Regions from separate parts of the Mus musculus genome. Here all the other regions are linked to region 5. A link is a contact called in public promoter capture Hi-C data. All regions are on one chromosome and are shown on one strand. Each heading gives the region's core, a stretch centred on a gene start, on an enhancer-like site or on the middle of the called end of the contact. The rest is flanking DNA. Distances are from core to core; before and after follow the strand shown.

Region 1 (2,700 bases), core at 178-2,677, 930 kb before region 5:
CTGGTAGGATTCTGAAACTGAGGGTGTATAACAGAGGAGATAGATAGACGGACAGACAGATAGATACACATGCACACACATACACAGTGCATAGTGGCACTCTTTGTAAGAGTTAAAAACAAAAACAAAACCAGAATCTACCCAAATGTCTGTTACCTGTACAATAGGTAAAGAAATTGCAGGGGATTTACCAAATTGAATTCACTCATACTTCTTCAACCTAACTGGGTAGAAATTTCCTTCCTAAAACAAAGAATAAAGGGAATTTTTAAAAATAACGGCACTAGAAATAAGATCTGGAAGGAAGAATCTGCCGGAGACATAGTCTCTGGGTAGCCAGAAAAACAAAGTCAGATCAACATTCTGTCAGTTTTGTTCTTTCCCAAGTAGAGTCAGCGCCGGCCTTCAAACTGGAACAAACACTAAAGCCGGAAAAGCATGAAAGAGTGTGCGAGGTATTGATGTGGCATAGATGCATGTTAAGGTTGCAAGACACAGTGAATTGGTGGAGACTGAGATATCCACAAATTAGTTGAACAGAATGTGTTAAATATTAGCGTAACTGGGGAGAGGAAAACCCGGAGGAAGACGTGACAATGCTCGGGAAGGTGACGCTTAAACTGGTATATGAAGGACGTTTTGTCAGGCATTTAAGTACAACCATAGCACCCCCAAAAGTCTATCGTCAAAGCATAAACTCGAACTGTGTGGGCACTGGGCTGCTGTGTAAGATGGAATGATAGAATGAGGTCGGGAAGTCAGGCCGGGGAGGAGAGAGGCACAGGATCTTTGGCAAGAGTCTTGTAAATCTGAAGATATAGAGATACTAGGTTCTAACTTGGGCTTCATCACGGACTAGCTGCGTGTCTTAGGCACCGATTCATCAGCCGCTGTCATCATTTGTAACACATGCACCATCCATCATCTTTTCTTATACAGTTGATGGAAGGGTTAAACAGACGACCGGACGAAGATTGATCAGTTAGCACAGTCCTATTCGTAATAATAGCAAATTGGGACTGTATAGTCATTTTAACGATGATCGGGTCCCAAACACTCAGGCGTTGCCCAGCTTTTCCCCCAGGGCGGACCGCGCCCACTCCACGGTGGTCGCCAGTCCTTCCCGGGAGTGCAGACGCCCGCTGCTGCTTACCCGGGCTCGGGTCCCGTTCCTCGTCCTCAACTGTCGCGTGCTCCTTGAAGCCTGGCGGCAGTGCCGGCCCGATCAGGTCCCTAGCCATTCGCTGCGACGCACAGTCGCTCAAAGCCCAAGCCAACCTGCACACGCAGTTTAGCTAAACCCAGGCTGGACGGTGTAGACCAGGATTTGCTGCAAGGCCCGAAGGTTTTTCCGGCTTTGTCTGATGACGTAAGCCCGCGATGGGCTCATTGGCCAGATTACTGTAACGGAAGTGACGCTTAATGATAGTTCCACAGTTGCACTTTGGGCTCGCTGCTTGCTAGGTGGCATGGCTGAACCGGCACCCGCCGTGTGGCCTTCGGCCCCGGATCTGACTCCCGCGCCCGGGACTCCGAGCGAAGCTGCGCCGCCGCGGGACAACTGGGTGTACTGGGCCATGCTGCCGCCGCCACCACCTCCTCTGTCGTCCCCAGTGGCGGGCTCGGAGCAGAGCCGGAAGGGACAGCCTCACGTGCTGCCCCAGCCTCCCTCCGGAGCGCTTCCACCGTTCGATGCTCAGATTCTTCCCGCGGCGCAGCCTCCTTTCGATGCCCAGGCTCCGCCCGATGCTCAATCTCAGTTCAGCGGCCAGCAGGCCTGGAATTTGCAAGCCTCCACGCCTTGGTACTGGGGATTGTCTCCTAATGGTTTTTCCACGTACCACACGTCTTACCAATCTCCGGGTAAGCTGCAGTTCCTAGTGGCCCTACTTTACTTTCTCTTTCTTTCCTCTCCCAGCTTTCTCTTTTTATCTCTCAGCTTTGCGCTGTAGTTTTGGAGGCTGGTAATGAGTATTCAAAATGTGTCTCACTAGGTTTCCTGCCACCTGCTCATCCAAAATTTTATTAATTTAACCCAACTATAAAACTGGGGACTACTTGCATAGCAGTAAACAAAACATACAAAAATCCATACCTTTTGAGAGCTTCCTATCCCCTCAGTGTAGGAAGACGCGATACAGGAGATAAAACTAGGTATTAGGAAGTAATGATTGTATGTATGCATTAGAAAAGGATTGATTGGGGGGGAGGTGGAGAAATGGGTTGGCGATGAGACTCTATTGCTCTTGCAGAGGACCAAAGCTCGGTTCTCAACATCCACACTGGGCTCTCAACTGCCTGTAACTCCAGCCTCAGAGGAGCCGATAGCTTTCTTCTGGCCTCCAAGAGTACCTGCACTCCATGCTACCTACACAGTTTTTGTTTTTAATCTAAGAAAAAAATGATCAATAAACAATTGTACCTTTGCAATCTTAAATGAAACCCTCTTTTCTTTTTTAGTTACACATTCTTATTTTCCACGATCACATGATGCAAAATTCAATTTGCCTCAAAACAGAAAACAGAAAACGAAGGTAATTCCAAGATGATAAATGTGGCCTTTTGAACTTGAATGTTACTGCTCTATATATTAAGTTGTAACTGTCAGTGTTTCACATCTGTGGTGGACATGGAGAGCTTTACTTGGGTAGTATGTTTAAGGAACTTAATTATAAGTAAAATGTTGAAACAAAATAGTAT
Region 2 (2,700 bases), core at 94-2,593, 540 kb after region 5:
GTTGCAGTCAAGAAAGATGAGAAAGGAGCCAGAGAGCAGATATCAGACATGGAGGCGCAGGGTTTAGAGTTTGCCCAGCTGGTTTTTGGTCTTGCCAATAGATAAAATTTCCAGTATTGTCCTGTATTTCCTCACTAGGACATTTTAGACTGGTAGTATATACCCTATGAGGTTGAAAGTATATGATCTGTTTTATTATTTCAAGTTTAGAGGGGATTGCAGTTTAGAAAATATGTGAATCACAGAGGAAACTTTGAACTTTGGACGTTTAATGTTGTTGAGACTGGTATAAACTATGGGGATTTTTTTTTTTTAAAGATTTATTTATTTATTATATGTAAGTACACTGTAGCTGTCCAGAAGAGGGAGTCAGATCTTGTTACAGATGGTTGTAAGCCACCATGTGGTTGCTGGGATTTGAACTCCGGACCTTCGGGAGAACAGTAGGGTGCTCTTACCCACTGAGCCATCTCACCAGCCCAGCTATGGGGATTTTTAAAGTTGCACTAAATGTATTCTGCATTATGCTATGGCTAGATATGGCCACCATAGACTCATAGGTTTGAGCAAGCCTATGGGGCCAGGGAGTGGAATGTGGTGTTTTGAATATGCTTGGACCAGGGAGTGGCACTATTAGGAGGTGTAGTCTTGTTGGAGTAGGTATGGACTTGTTGGAGGAAGTGTGTCACTCTTGAAGTGGGCTTTGAGACCCTCCTCCTGTTTCCCTGGAAAACAGTCTCTCCTGGTTGCCTTCAAATCAAGATGCAGAACTCTTAGCTTGTTCTCCAGCAACATACCTGCCTGGACGCTGCCATGTTTCCCACCTTGATGATAAAGTACTGAACCTCTGAACTTGTAAACCAGCCCTAATTAGATGTCCTTTATAAAGAGTTGCCTTAGTTATGGTGTCTCTTCATAGCAATGGAAACCCTAAGACACAGATATTCTTATAAATGTTTTCTTTAGAAAGAAAGAAGGGAAGAAAGAAAGAAGGAAGGAGAGAAAGAAAGACTGACTAATCCTTTCCTCCTTTCCCACTCATACACTGAATCTCAGATCCTTTGAGGTCCTGCATAATTTAAGTGTTAATTCCTTTCTAAGCCCCTCCAAGCCTCTGCACTCACCATGCAGATCTCATTAAACCTCATAGTCTCTTCCTCTTGATGCCTCAGAAATGGCAAAGTAACTCCTGTTACATACTAAACATTCTGCTCTGGAATACACTGTCTTTTGTCTCCATTTCTGAGTATTTTATCTATTTGGCCTCGAGATAGAAAGCAGATAGACGTCTGTTCTGTTCAAACTGAAGGCAAGCGCCAGCACCAGGCTCCCATCTCATTTGTGGGAAACATCTGTTTATTATAATACATGGAGCTAGAGTTTCAGGGCTTGCAGTCCTGAGAGCCTCCAGCCTTAAATCATCCCCAGTTGGCAAACAATAGTGAGGGCCAGGCCAGGAGAGAAACAGATAAACAGAGGAAGCCTGCTTAAGGGATGAGATTAAACAAAGAGCACAGGCAGGCCAGCACCCCTCCCCCTCCCTCCTCTCCCTCCCTATTGGCTAGTGCACTCACCTGTGGAAGCAGTGATTTCAGTGACTGACATTGAGACCCTTTCTGCCCTGTCTCTTCTTGATGATTGTCATCTACAGCAGAAGTGTGTGTGTGTGTGTGTGTGTGTGTGTGTGTGTGTGTGTTTTACAGGTACATTTTTAGACCTACTCTCCTGTATTCAATGACCAAAGGCTAAGGCTCTACCTTGCACAGGCAGCCAAACTTAGTAAAGTTTTCCCAGTGGTCCTCGTTTTGAAGGTGTGAAGGGGCTCATGAAGAAGAGCTGAGGCACCTAGAGAAGCCAGAAGAGACCCTTAGTGAATGTGCAGCATCCATCAAAATAGGAGCAAGCCATTAAGCAGAGACCTCCAGATCTCTGCATTGGTTCCTGCCTCCAGATTCCTGCTTTGAGTTCTTGCCTGATTTCCCTCTCTTGTGCACTAGAAGCTGTAAGATAAAATAAACCGTTTTCTCCCCACGTTGCTTTTGATCATGGTGTTTAATAACAGCAATAGAAAAGTAACTAATAATAGCAATGAATCACGTTGGGTCATTTTAAGAGAGAACATCGAAATCATCATATTTATACACTTTTAAATATGGAACCAGGCCCAGTCCTCTTCCCAACTCTGTCGTTTGTCTGTTTTATGATGTAGGATATTCTACTTAAGTGATTTAAAAGTCGATTTCTCTGTCTATCTATGAGATGTCATGACACAATGATATCTTATGAGGAATTTATGGATAACCATTTTGGGTTCTCGTCCTGTCTGATCTAAACGTCTGTGTCTTTTCAGTATCACTGTTCTGAGTCCTGGTGTCACAGTTTTCTGGAGTCCTGGAATGCTCTTGTTGTTCCAAGGAACAAGAGTCAAACCAGCCGTGTCACAGTTTAGGAAACTGAGAGCCAGGGTCACAAAGGAACTTCCTAGAATGCATGCCTGACAGCTTTCTAAGAAAGTGTTTACTTAGCTTTTGCTCTCAGGCCTGGCTTTACAAACAGTCCATATGGCCAGGCTAGGACACTGGGATATAGACCAGAGTCACAGGGCTTAGGCTGTTCTGCTCACAAAGAAATGGACATGCCTACAGTAGCTAGAAGACTCCTGTGGCCTTCCATATATTCAGGCTTCTTCATAAACTCCAT
Region 3 (2,700 bases), core at 101-2,600, 620 kb before region 5:
TTCCCCCCCCCCCTCCCAGCCCCACCCCAGCCTCTCCACGCGACCCGGATTCGCTCGCTCGCGCGCCCGAGTGCCCCACCCCCCACCGCCCTCCGGCGTCGGCGACTCCGCCGGCCTTCGGTAATTTCCGTGGGAGACGGAGCCGAGAGCTCGGCGCGGACCGAAGACAGGCCACCTCCCCTGGTCAGACCCGGCTTTATGTCTGCAGCGCCGGCGCGCACGCGCAGACGCCATCTTCCCTCCTCTCCTCCACGACCCCTCCCCCCTGCCACCTCCTCCTCCTCCTTCTCCTCGGTCAGAGCTCGACCCTCCTCCTCTCGCGCTGGGGCGCTGGTCCCTCCTCTCTTGATGCCGCGAGAGACCAGGGGATACGGAGCAGCCCGAGAAGAGCACTAGTAACAACCATCACAGCCCCCTCCTCGCCCGACGCCCTCCCACTCCCCCGCCCCGCGCCGCCACCGACCAACCCCACCTCTCATTTCTTTGAACGGCGTCGGCTGCAGCCGCTGCACCAGCCCCGTCTGGCCGCCACCGCCGCGAAAAGGAGCCACCGCCGCCCGCGGCCCCCTCCCTCCCTCTCTCCCTCCCTCCCGGTCGCGGGAGCAGCTCGGTGCCGAACCAGCCGGCGGGCCGAGAAGAGGACGCGAGCTCGCCCCTCCGCTCCCGCGCACGTCCCGCCGCCCGCCGGAGCAGCCCGGGCGCCGGCGCCCTTCCTCTCCGAGGACGTGTGGCGAGCCGAGCGCCTGCCCCGAGGGAGGAAAATGCTCGGGCTCCATGGCTGCCAGTGATGGAGCGGTCCCTGGGCTCCCGCTGCTGCTGCCGCCACCGCCGCCGCCGCCGCGCCCCGGCCGCGCTCCGCGAGGATCCGGCGTCTCTGCGCGCCCGCCCGCGCCTCGTTGCTGGGCTCACCGTACCGGGCGCCCCGCCACCGCCCCGCTCGCAGCCGCGCCGCCCGGGCCCCAGCCGCGGCCAGCCTTTCCTCCCGGAGCAGCCGTCGCGAGCCCAGGGGGTTTGAGAGGGGCCGCGGGCCGTGGGGGGAGGCCCGAGCGGGGCCGGCCGCGCCGGCAGGGGAGGTTGGAGCGACGCTGAGCTCAGGGCTCGCCGGCGGCCGCGGCGCCGGGGGTGGCGAGGGCCGGGGCGACCGCTCGCTCCGCGCTGCCTCGGTGCAGGACGAGCGGAGGGGCTTTTGCAGCGGCCGTCGCCGCGGGAGGAGGGGGTTGAGCTGGCTCCGGAGTTGGCCAAAGAAGGTGGGCATTTCTCGCTTCTCCTCGCCTCCCCCGCCCCCTCCTGGGCTCCCCTCCCTCCCGCCCCGCACCCCACGTGAAGCGGAATATAAAGGGGGGTGTGTGACTGGAGGGGGAAGTGAATGGCGAAGGACTGAAGGGGTCCCCCTTCGGTTCCCCAGCCACCTGGTTCACCCGGTTCATCCTCCCTTCCCGAAGTTAGCCCTCGAAGGCACGAGCAGCCGGCGCCTTCGGCAGAGGAGGAGGAGGAGGAGGGATCGCGTCGGGCGGAGCTTCAGGTCCTGTTCGTCTCTCCGGCTTCTCCATACAAAGATTACGGTGCAGAAGGAAATTGCACTTGCCTCCTCCGCCCCCCGGTACCCAGCACAATGCACCAGCCGCCGGAGTCCACCGCCGCGGCGGCCGCTGCTGCAGACATTAGTGCTAGGAAGATGGCGCACCCGGCAATGTTCCCTCGAAGGGGCAGCGGTGGTGGCAGCGCCTCTGCTCTCAATGCAGCAGGTACGGGCGTCAGTGGTGCTGCTCCATCTTCTGAAGATTTTCCTCCTCCTTCGCTGCTCCAGCCGCCGCCTCCTGCTGCATCTTCCACGCAGGGACCCCAGCCTCCGCCTCCACAAAGCCTGAACCTCCTCTCGCAGGCTCAGCTGCAGGGACAGCCTCTTGCGCCAGGCGGAACTCAGATGAAAAAGAAAAGTGGCTTCCAGATAACTAGCGTTACTCCGGCTCAGATCTCTGCCAGCATCAGCTCCAACAACAGCATCGCGGAGGACACCGAGAGCTACGACGATCTGGATGAGTCGCACACGGAAGATCTCTCCTCTTCCGAGATCCTCGACGTCTCCCTTTCCAGGGCCACTGACTTAGGTGAGCCTGAACGAAGCTCCTCAGAGGAGACTCTGAATAACTTCCAGGAAGCTGAGACACCTGGGGCAGTCTCTCCTAACCAGCCCCACCTTCCTCAGCCTCATTTGCCTCACCTTCCACAACAGAACGTTGTGATCAATGGGAATGCCCATCCCCACCACCTCCATCATCACCATCACCCTCATCATGGGCACCACCTTCACCATGGGCACCATCATTCATCACATGCTGCTGTGGCCGGTCCATCCATTCCCGGAGGGCCACCCTCGAGCCCAGTGTCCAGGAAACTCTCTACAACTGGAAGTTCTGATGGTGGTGTGCCAGTCGCACCTCCTCCTGCAGTACCATCGAGTGGCTTACCAGCATCAGTGATGACGAACATCCGTACTCCAAGTACTACAGGAAGCCTAGGTATAAATTCGGTTACTGGCACGAGCGCTACGAATAATGTTAACATTGCTGCTGTGGGTAGTTTCAGTCCCAGTGTGACGAACAGCGTGCATGGTAATGCTAATATAAATACAAGCAATATCCCTAATGCTGCTAGCATAAGTGGTGGGCCTGGAGTTACCAGTGTTGTTAATTCGAGTAT
Region 4 (2,700 bases), core at 24-2,523, 610 kb after region 5:
AGTAGCGGATGATTTTTAGAATTGCCTTCAGCGTTAGCCAGAAGTTTCTGGTTTGTTTCCTCTTCTATTCCCTTGCCAGTACGCTCATGAGCATTGCTCTGTTTCTTACGTGTTTATGGAAAAACAAAAAACAACAGTACCGAGCAGAGGTCTTAAAAATGAGGAGCCTTAGGGTGACTTTGTCCTGGTATTTGTTTCTAAGTTTGACCCTACACTACACATGAGTCATAATTTAACAATATTAGACGTTTCATACAAGAGGAAATAACAGCTTGTAGCCATGGTAACACGATCACCTTTACCAAGCCATACGACAGCAATTAAGTTAGCCTCTTCTCTCTGCTGGGAGGCTAAGGAAGTTAGGGTCATTTTTTATGTTCATTTGTATCTTTAGGCATACAAACAAAGAATATAAACATTTTAAGCTCTGTTCATCTTCAGATCCCTACACTGAGCATGTCTTATTTAGGGTTTCTGTTGCTCTGAAGAGACACCATGACCAAGGCAACCCTCATAAAGACAAACCTTTAATTGGGGCTGCCTTACAGTTTCAGAGGTTTAGTCCATTACCATGATAGCAGGAAGCATGGCAGCCTACAGGCAGAGATGGTACCAGGAAGGACCTGAGAGTTCTGCATCTTCCAAGGCAACCAGGAAAGGCAGGCATCCTGGCATTGAGGAGGAGGAAGCTCTCTTGTGCAATGGGCAGAGCCTGAGCATAGGAGGGGACCTCGAAAGCCCACCCCCACAGCAACTTGCTTCCTCTAACAAGGCCACGCCTCCTAACAGTACCTCCTAACATACCCCCTGTGGGCCAAGCATACTCAAACCACCACAGAGTGGTTTTATTAGATCTAATAAAGTAAAATTTGTTCTTTAGATGTATTTAGTTCTATGAATTCTGACAAATGCTAAATTAAGTCACGTGAGACCACTATAGAAATCAATCTGTCAGTCATTTCCATGGCCACACCCTCAGCCCCCTGTTCATGCCACCCCGCTTCCTGGATCCACCGACCTGAAATCTACCCTCACAGCTTGCCATTTCTAGGACTTGCTGTCTGCAGCCTGTTTAGGCTTGCTGCCTTTGCTTAGCATGCATTGAAGGTCCCTCTGTGTTGCCACTGTGTGCTCTGTTCCCTTTCCAGTCTATCGAGTAGAATTCAATTGTAAGGAAAAGCTGCAGATCGTTTCTCTAGCCACTAGCTCACAGACGTCTAATGTTGTTTGCACTTTGGGGGTAAACATGCACAAATTTGTTATGAATATTCATTTGCAGGCCTTCTGTGTAGATGTATCTCTTCATCTGCACATGGAGAGCTGCCTATGACTGAGACGCACAGAAAGCATCCTTCTGAAAACACAGCCACTGTGTTTTCCAAAGGACCTTGAGCCTGATGAATTCCTGCAAGACTGCAGGAGTATTCCACGTGTCCCATGTCGTGGTCTGTCAGGGAAAGTCAGTTTAACCAGTCACTGTTAGCCACTGTCGTAAATGGAGGGTCTGTCTGGTTACGGCTCATCCATACTTAAACTTAAATAGTACTTTTATTTTCATTCATAAGCATTGCCCAAAATACCATATTCTTAAACATAATCTTTAAAAATTAGATGTTTATCATTTCTATTTAACAATTTTGTATGATTTGTATCCCCCAAAGAGTTTAACTGTGGCGATCTGTCTGATCCCGAGTTTAGAACTAATCAAACCTGGCAGGACGACCAGTGGATATAGAACTAGTTCCTATGCCTCCCCCTACGCCCAGAATCTGTCCACTGCCAATCGATCAGCATAACTGGTAGAGCCCCATGCACCCCCCTCTCCATCTATAACCAACTGCTGTGTGGGCAGACTGATGCGGGCACAATTGCTCTGCGCTCGTGATTGCAAGGCCTCTGTCAAGCTTGGGACACGGAATTACACAGCCCTCTTCCCTGCCTTCTGATGCCTGTATTATTTTTCTGTTACTTCTTCTGCAGTGTTCCCTGAGTTCTAATGGGGGTTCTCTAAATGTCTTACGTATATCTGAGCCCTCAGCTGTCCTTTAGTCTCAGCATCTGTGTAACCACGAGTCTATATTAACCAGTTTGTTATATGGTGAAACTTCTCTGACTGTAGCCTCTGTCTGTGGATATAAATATATTGAGAAGGTGTTTTGATGCTGAGTCAATTCAGCTAACCAGAAGTTTTAGGTTCACTCCTAGGAGCTAAGACCTCTTGTGACAAATTCTAGACTGGGTTTGTAGTATTAGACATAAATCACTTTTTATGGAGTGGGTGGGCCTCAAATCCAATCAGGGAGTTATTGGTTACTCCTCAAAGAGTTTTGCCATCATCGTACCAATGGTTACATCGTGCCTGGCCTGGCAGGTGGGTATTATAACTCATAGAATTGTCACATGGGTAATTGTCACACTACCTCACAACCAGCAGCCGCCTGCGCAGCACCACCTGGCACAATAAACATCAACCGGCAGGGAACAAGCTCAGCTTCACCATGATTTCTCTGTATCTTGCATCCAGGTTGTGCAGTGTCTTCGGCACAAGGGTCCCATCAACTTTGAACTGTGTTTTCTGACAGCAAGTTTACTCCTGCTTCTTCCAGTTTTAAAAAAAAAAAAAAAAGTCAGACAAGGACTGATAAATATTCAAAAAAACCAACAGGATGCCATTAAACTGCTGATCACAAAACTGCGTAT
Region 5 (2,700 bases), core at 2-2,501:
TTGCATCAATACAAAAAGTAACCAAAATAAATGTAGTGTGCAGAGCAGAAAAGCCAGTGCACCATTCATCCTGACAATTAAGGGCAGAGCCATCTTTTATTTTGTGAACAGCTGGGTACATTTTTATAGAATAGAAATTATGCTTTGTTTTCCTTATAGCAGATTTTAAGTACAAAATTACTTGTTGTCTGAGATCAAGTCTTTTTAATTATAGGATGTAAATCTGTTATGTCATTATCCCCATCATGTCTATAAGATTAGATCACATCTCATGAAATACTGAGGTCTCACCTTTAGGATATTAAGTTGAGCAGTATCAGCAGCCAATCTTCTTTGGGGTTGCGGTTGGGACAGGGATTCGAGGCAGAGCTTCTCTGTCTAACAGCCCCAGCAGTCCTGGAACTAGCTATGTAGACCAGGCTGGCTTCGACCTCAGACACCTGCTTGCCTCTGCCTCTGCCTCCCAAGTGCTGGGATTAAAGGTGTATGTCACCAGAAAGAAAGAAAGAGAGAGAGAGAGAGAGAGAGAGAGAGAGAGAGAGAGAGAGAGAGAAGAGTAAAGGTGTCTGTCACCATAAGCAAGCAAACAAACAAACACACTCATTTTTTAAAGGTAAAAGCTAGCCCACAGGCTGGGCTTTCCCCCCAGGTTTACACAGTCCTCCGCACTTGGGATAATCCCAAAAGCCACTGCAACTTGGATCAGGGTCGATTTCTGACCACTTGCAGATTCTCTGAACTCCCTGTCCAGGCTGGAGCTCCCCTCTGCCGACCCTGTGACCCCCAATTCTGACACCTACCATTGCTGAGCCTTCACCCCGACGCCCACCCCAACCTCCGCCCGCCCCGTAGGGCACTGGCGCCTTCATTCATTCTTTCCGCCAGCCGTGCAGGCGACCTCGGAGGAGCCTGGACTGCACGGTGTGCGTCCGTCCGTCCCGTCGCCGCGCCGACCTCCCCTCCGCCCGGGACTCACCGCAGGGCTGCTTCCCGCGCTCTCCTCGGCGGCCGCGAGCTGGGGCGTGAGCTGCAGGCTCGGCGCTCGAACCCCAGTGGCTCCCAAAGTCACCGGCCGGCCGGTCCGCCCGCCTCACCGCGTCCCCGGGCCTCCCGGCGGCCTCGGGCTCCCGCGGGCGTGCGCCCGGGTTTGGGTGTTCCCGCCACGGCCGCGAGGTGGCGCCCTGGAGACGCAAGGCCGAGCCCCTTGCGGGGGATTCCCGCGCCGCTCAGCAGTTCCGGGTCAGCGCCCGCAGTCACCGTGGAGGCCGCCTGAGGCCCGGGCGCTGAGGCGCGGGGGCCCGGAGAGCCGCGGGCGAGCGCGTCCCGTGAGGCGCCCGGAAGGGAAGGGAAGAAGCGTCCCCTCTCCCCGCGGGCCGTGGCGACTCCAGAAGGATCTGCTGACCCAGCAGTGTGGCCAGCTTGTCACTTAGCGCCCTCCAATCCGGGCTCAAGTAAGGGGACTCTGGTGACTTTTGTGGGGGAGTGGCTTTTTTTTTTCTTTTTTCTTTTCACTTTTTGTTTAGTTTTTAAGTTTCTAGTTAGTTTTCATTTTTTCCCCCTTTCGGCTGATTCTGTACTTTCATTTGGGACCAACATCCTTGACTGTTCACTTGTGTTGGCAACGTCGATTTCTCTTACCCCCCCCCCCAAGTGTGTCCCCTCACAGGACGGAATGCATTCATTCTTACAGTAGCAATAAGATAAAAATTAAGGCTCCTTTGTCCCCCAAGGGTTTAATGTTATTTATTTAAAAACAACAATTTGAAAATCAAGTACTGTTGTAAATGGAAAAATACCCACTCTTCAAAATATATGAGAAGGTAAGAGAAAGCGCATTTTCTGAGGACTGGCAATGGAGGAAGGAGAGGGCCTTCATTTTCCTTGGTCTTCCTCCAAGTGCTCAAGTGTTTCCTGAATGAGAAGACTCTAGGGGATCCGGGAGTCTAGAAGTCTTGTTAAGTGTGCACCCATCTCAACTTGACTAGCGGCCAAGGTAACCAGCCCACATAGAACCTACTCCAGGCCGTGTGATCACTTTCAGAGGGCACACATTGAATGCTCGCTGGACACTTCCAGGAACCCTGAGGGATAGATAACACAGATCTGATCAGACATGCATGCCTTGGCATAAACTTGCTGTCTGTTAAGGAAAATGGATTTTTTTTTTTAAAAGCAAGTTTAGAAGCTTTTTTTCTTGTTTTCATGTCCAAGGATGAGAGCTCAGGATTCATTCATGCAACAGCACTGGCAGTAACAAAACTTTCAAAATAGCTAAGTTGTTAGGGAAGTTGTGATAATGTATTTACATACCATTTCCTTCAGCATCTGGTCTGTCTGGGCTGCATTTCTTAACACTCTCTCCCCTTTCCCAGGCTACTACAGAGCCTCTCAATCCTGGTTGCACATGGGAACAAGTAGAACTTAATAGTAGAGTAGGTACCCCACACCCCGGCTGCAGATTGACTCAGAGTCTATGGGAGTCAGGCCTGGGCTTGTTTTGTTCTGCTTTTTTATTTTTATCTCGCAGATGATTCACATGCATAATTCATTTTGGAAGACAAACAACAAACTCCTTCTCAAGCCATGCAAGTAAAGGCTGTTCTATCGTAGGCCATCGACAATTCTTTACATTTGCTGCTTGTTGTCCTTTGAACACGTTTCTTTTGTGAGCTGACCTGCTCTCGGTTGCTCAATACCCTT

What was found. Promoter capture Hi-C pulls out the DNA fragments that hold promoters and counts their contacts. Capture Hi-C pulls out chosen DNA fragments and counts their contacts.
Region 1: a promoter capture Hi-C map of liver shows a contact between it and region 5, with 10 times the contacts expected there. The contact joins the promoter of Nufip1 here to the promoter of Ccdc122 in region 5. A contact is called at or near these places in 7 of 39 promoter capture datasets (3T3-L1-derived adipocytes, the C10 cell line, the SN4741 cell line and 4 more), 4 of 484 Hi-C or Micro-C datasets (B cells, bone marrow-derived macrophages, microglia and 1 more), 21 of 115 datasets of contacts at active chromatin or transcription factors (bone marrow-derived macrophages, cardiomyocytes, craniofacial prominence and 16 more) and 3 of 9 other capture datasets (adipose tissue, liver and pancreatic islet).
Region 2: a contact with region 5 is called in a promoter capture Hi-C map of hippocampal neurons, with 2.3 times the contacts expected there. The contact joins the enhancer-like site here to the promoter of Ccdc122 in region 5. A contact is called at or near these places in 3 of 39 promoter capture datasets (the 3T3-L1 cell line, hippocampal neurons and stem cell-derived epiblast-like cells), 4 of 115 datasets of contacts at active chromatin or transcription factors (bone marrow-derived dendritic cells and embryonic stem cells) and 1 of 9 other capture datasets (embryonic stem cells).
Region 3: a contact with region 5 is called in a promoter capture Hi-C map of liver, with 7 times the contacts expected there. The contact joins the promoter of Tsc22d1 here to the promoter of Ccdc122 in region 5. A contact is called at or near these places in 2 of 39 promoter capture datasets (liver and pre-B cells), 1 of 484 Hi-C or Micro-C datasets (uterus), 14 of 115 datasets of contacts at active chromatin or transcription factors (bone marrow-derived dendritic cells, bone marrow-derived macrophages, cardiomyocytes and 10 more) and 5 of 9 other capture datasets (adipose tissue, embryonic stem cells, liver and 2 more).
Region 4: a contact with region 5 is called in a promoter capture Hi-C map of hippocampal neurons, with 4 times the contacts expected there. The contact joins the enhancer-like site here to the promoter of Ccdc122 in region 5. A contact is called at or near these places in 7 of 39 promoter capture datasets (the 3T3-L1 cell line, the C10 cell line, the HPC-7 cell line and 3 more), 1 of 115 datasets of contacts at active chromatin or transcription factors (embryonic stem cells) and 1 of 9 other capture datasets (embryonic stem cells).

The regions. Positions count from the first base shown.
Region 1 is chr14:76,109,464-76,112,163 of GRCm38.p6, forward strand. It overlaps Nufip1 (nuclear fragile X mental retardation protein interacting protein 1), which reads left to right and starts at 1,428. Exons shown (of 10, transcript NM_013745.5): 1 at 1,428-1,863; 2 at 2,461-2,534. The coding sequence starts at 1,470. Gpalpp1 (GPALPP motifs containing 1) reads right to left here and starts at 1,352. Exons shown (of 8, transcript NM_026177.3): 1 at 1,154-1,352. The coding sequence starts at 1,241.
Region 2 is chr14:77,573,233-77,575,932 of GRCm38.p6, forward strand. All of the region lies in intron 7 of Enox1 (ecto-NOX disulfide-thiol exchanger 1), which reads left to right. Among named protein-coding and RNA genes, the nearest start is that of Gm52115, 22 kb to the right of the region's middle. Within about 2 kb of position 1,344, at least 20 of the 459 cell types and tissues checked have an H3K27ac peak or open chromatin away from gene starts, as enhancers often do. A contact at or near this core is called in hippocampal neurons, where this site is marked.
Region 3 is chr14:76,414,471-76,417,170 of GRCm38.p6, forward strand. Tsc22d1 (TSC22 domain family, member 1) reads left to right here and starts at 1,351. Exons shown (of 3, transcript NM_207652.3): 1 at 1,351-2,700. The coding sequence starts at 1,613.
Region 4 is chr14:77,641,393-77,644,092 of GRCm38.p6, forward strand. The region is part of intron 14 of Enox1 (ecto-NOX disulfide-thiol exchanger 1); the gene reads left to right. Among named protein-coding and RNA genes, the nearest start is that of Gm52115, 46 kb to the left of the region's middle. Within about 2 kb of position 1,274, at least 2 of the 459 cell types and tissues checked have an H3K27ac peak or open chromatin away from gene starts, as enhancers often do. A contact at or near this core is called in hippocampal neurons, where this site is marked.
Region 5 is chr14:77,035,521-77,038,220 of GRCm38.p6, forward strand. Ccdc122 (coiled-coil domain containing 122) reads left to right here and starts at 1,252. Exons shown (of 6, transcript NM_175369.4): 1 at 1,252-1,451. It overlaps Lacc1 (laccase domain containing 1), which reads right to left and starts at 1,097. Exons shown (of 8, transcript NM_172488.2): 1 at 977-1,097; 2 at 292-470.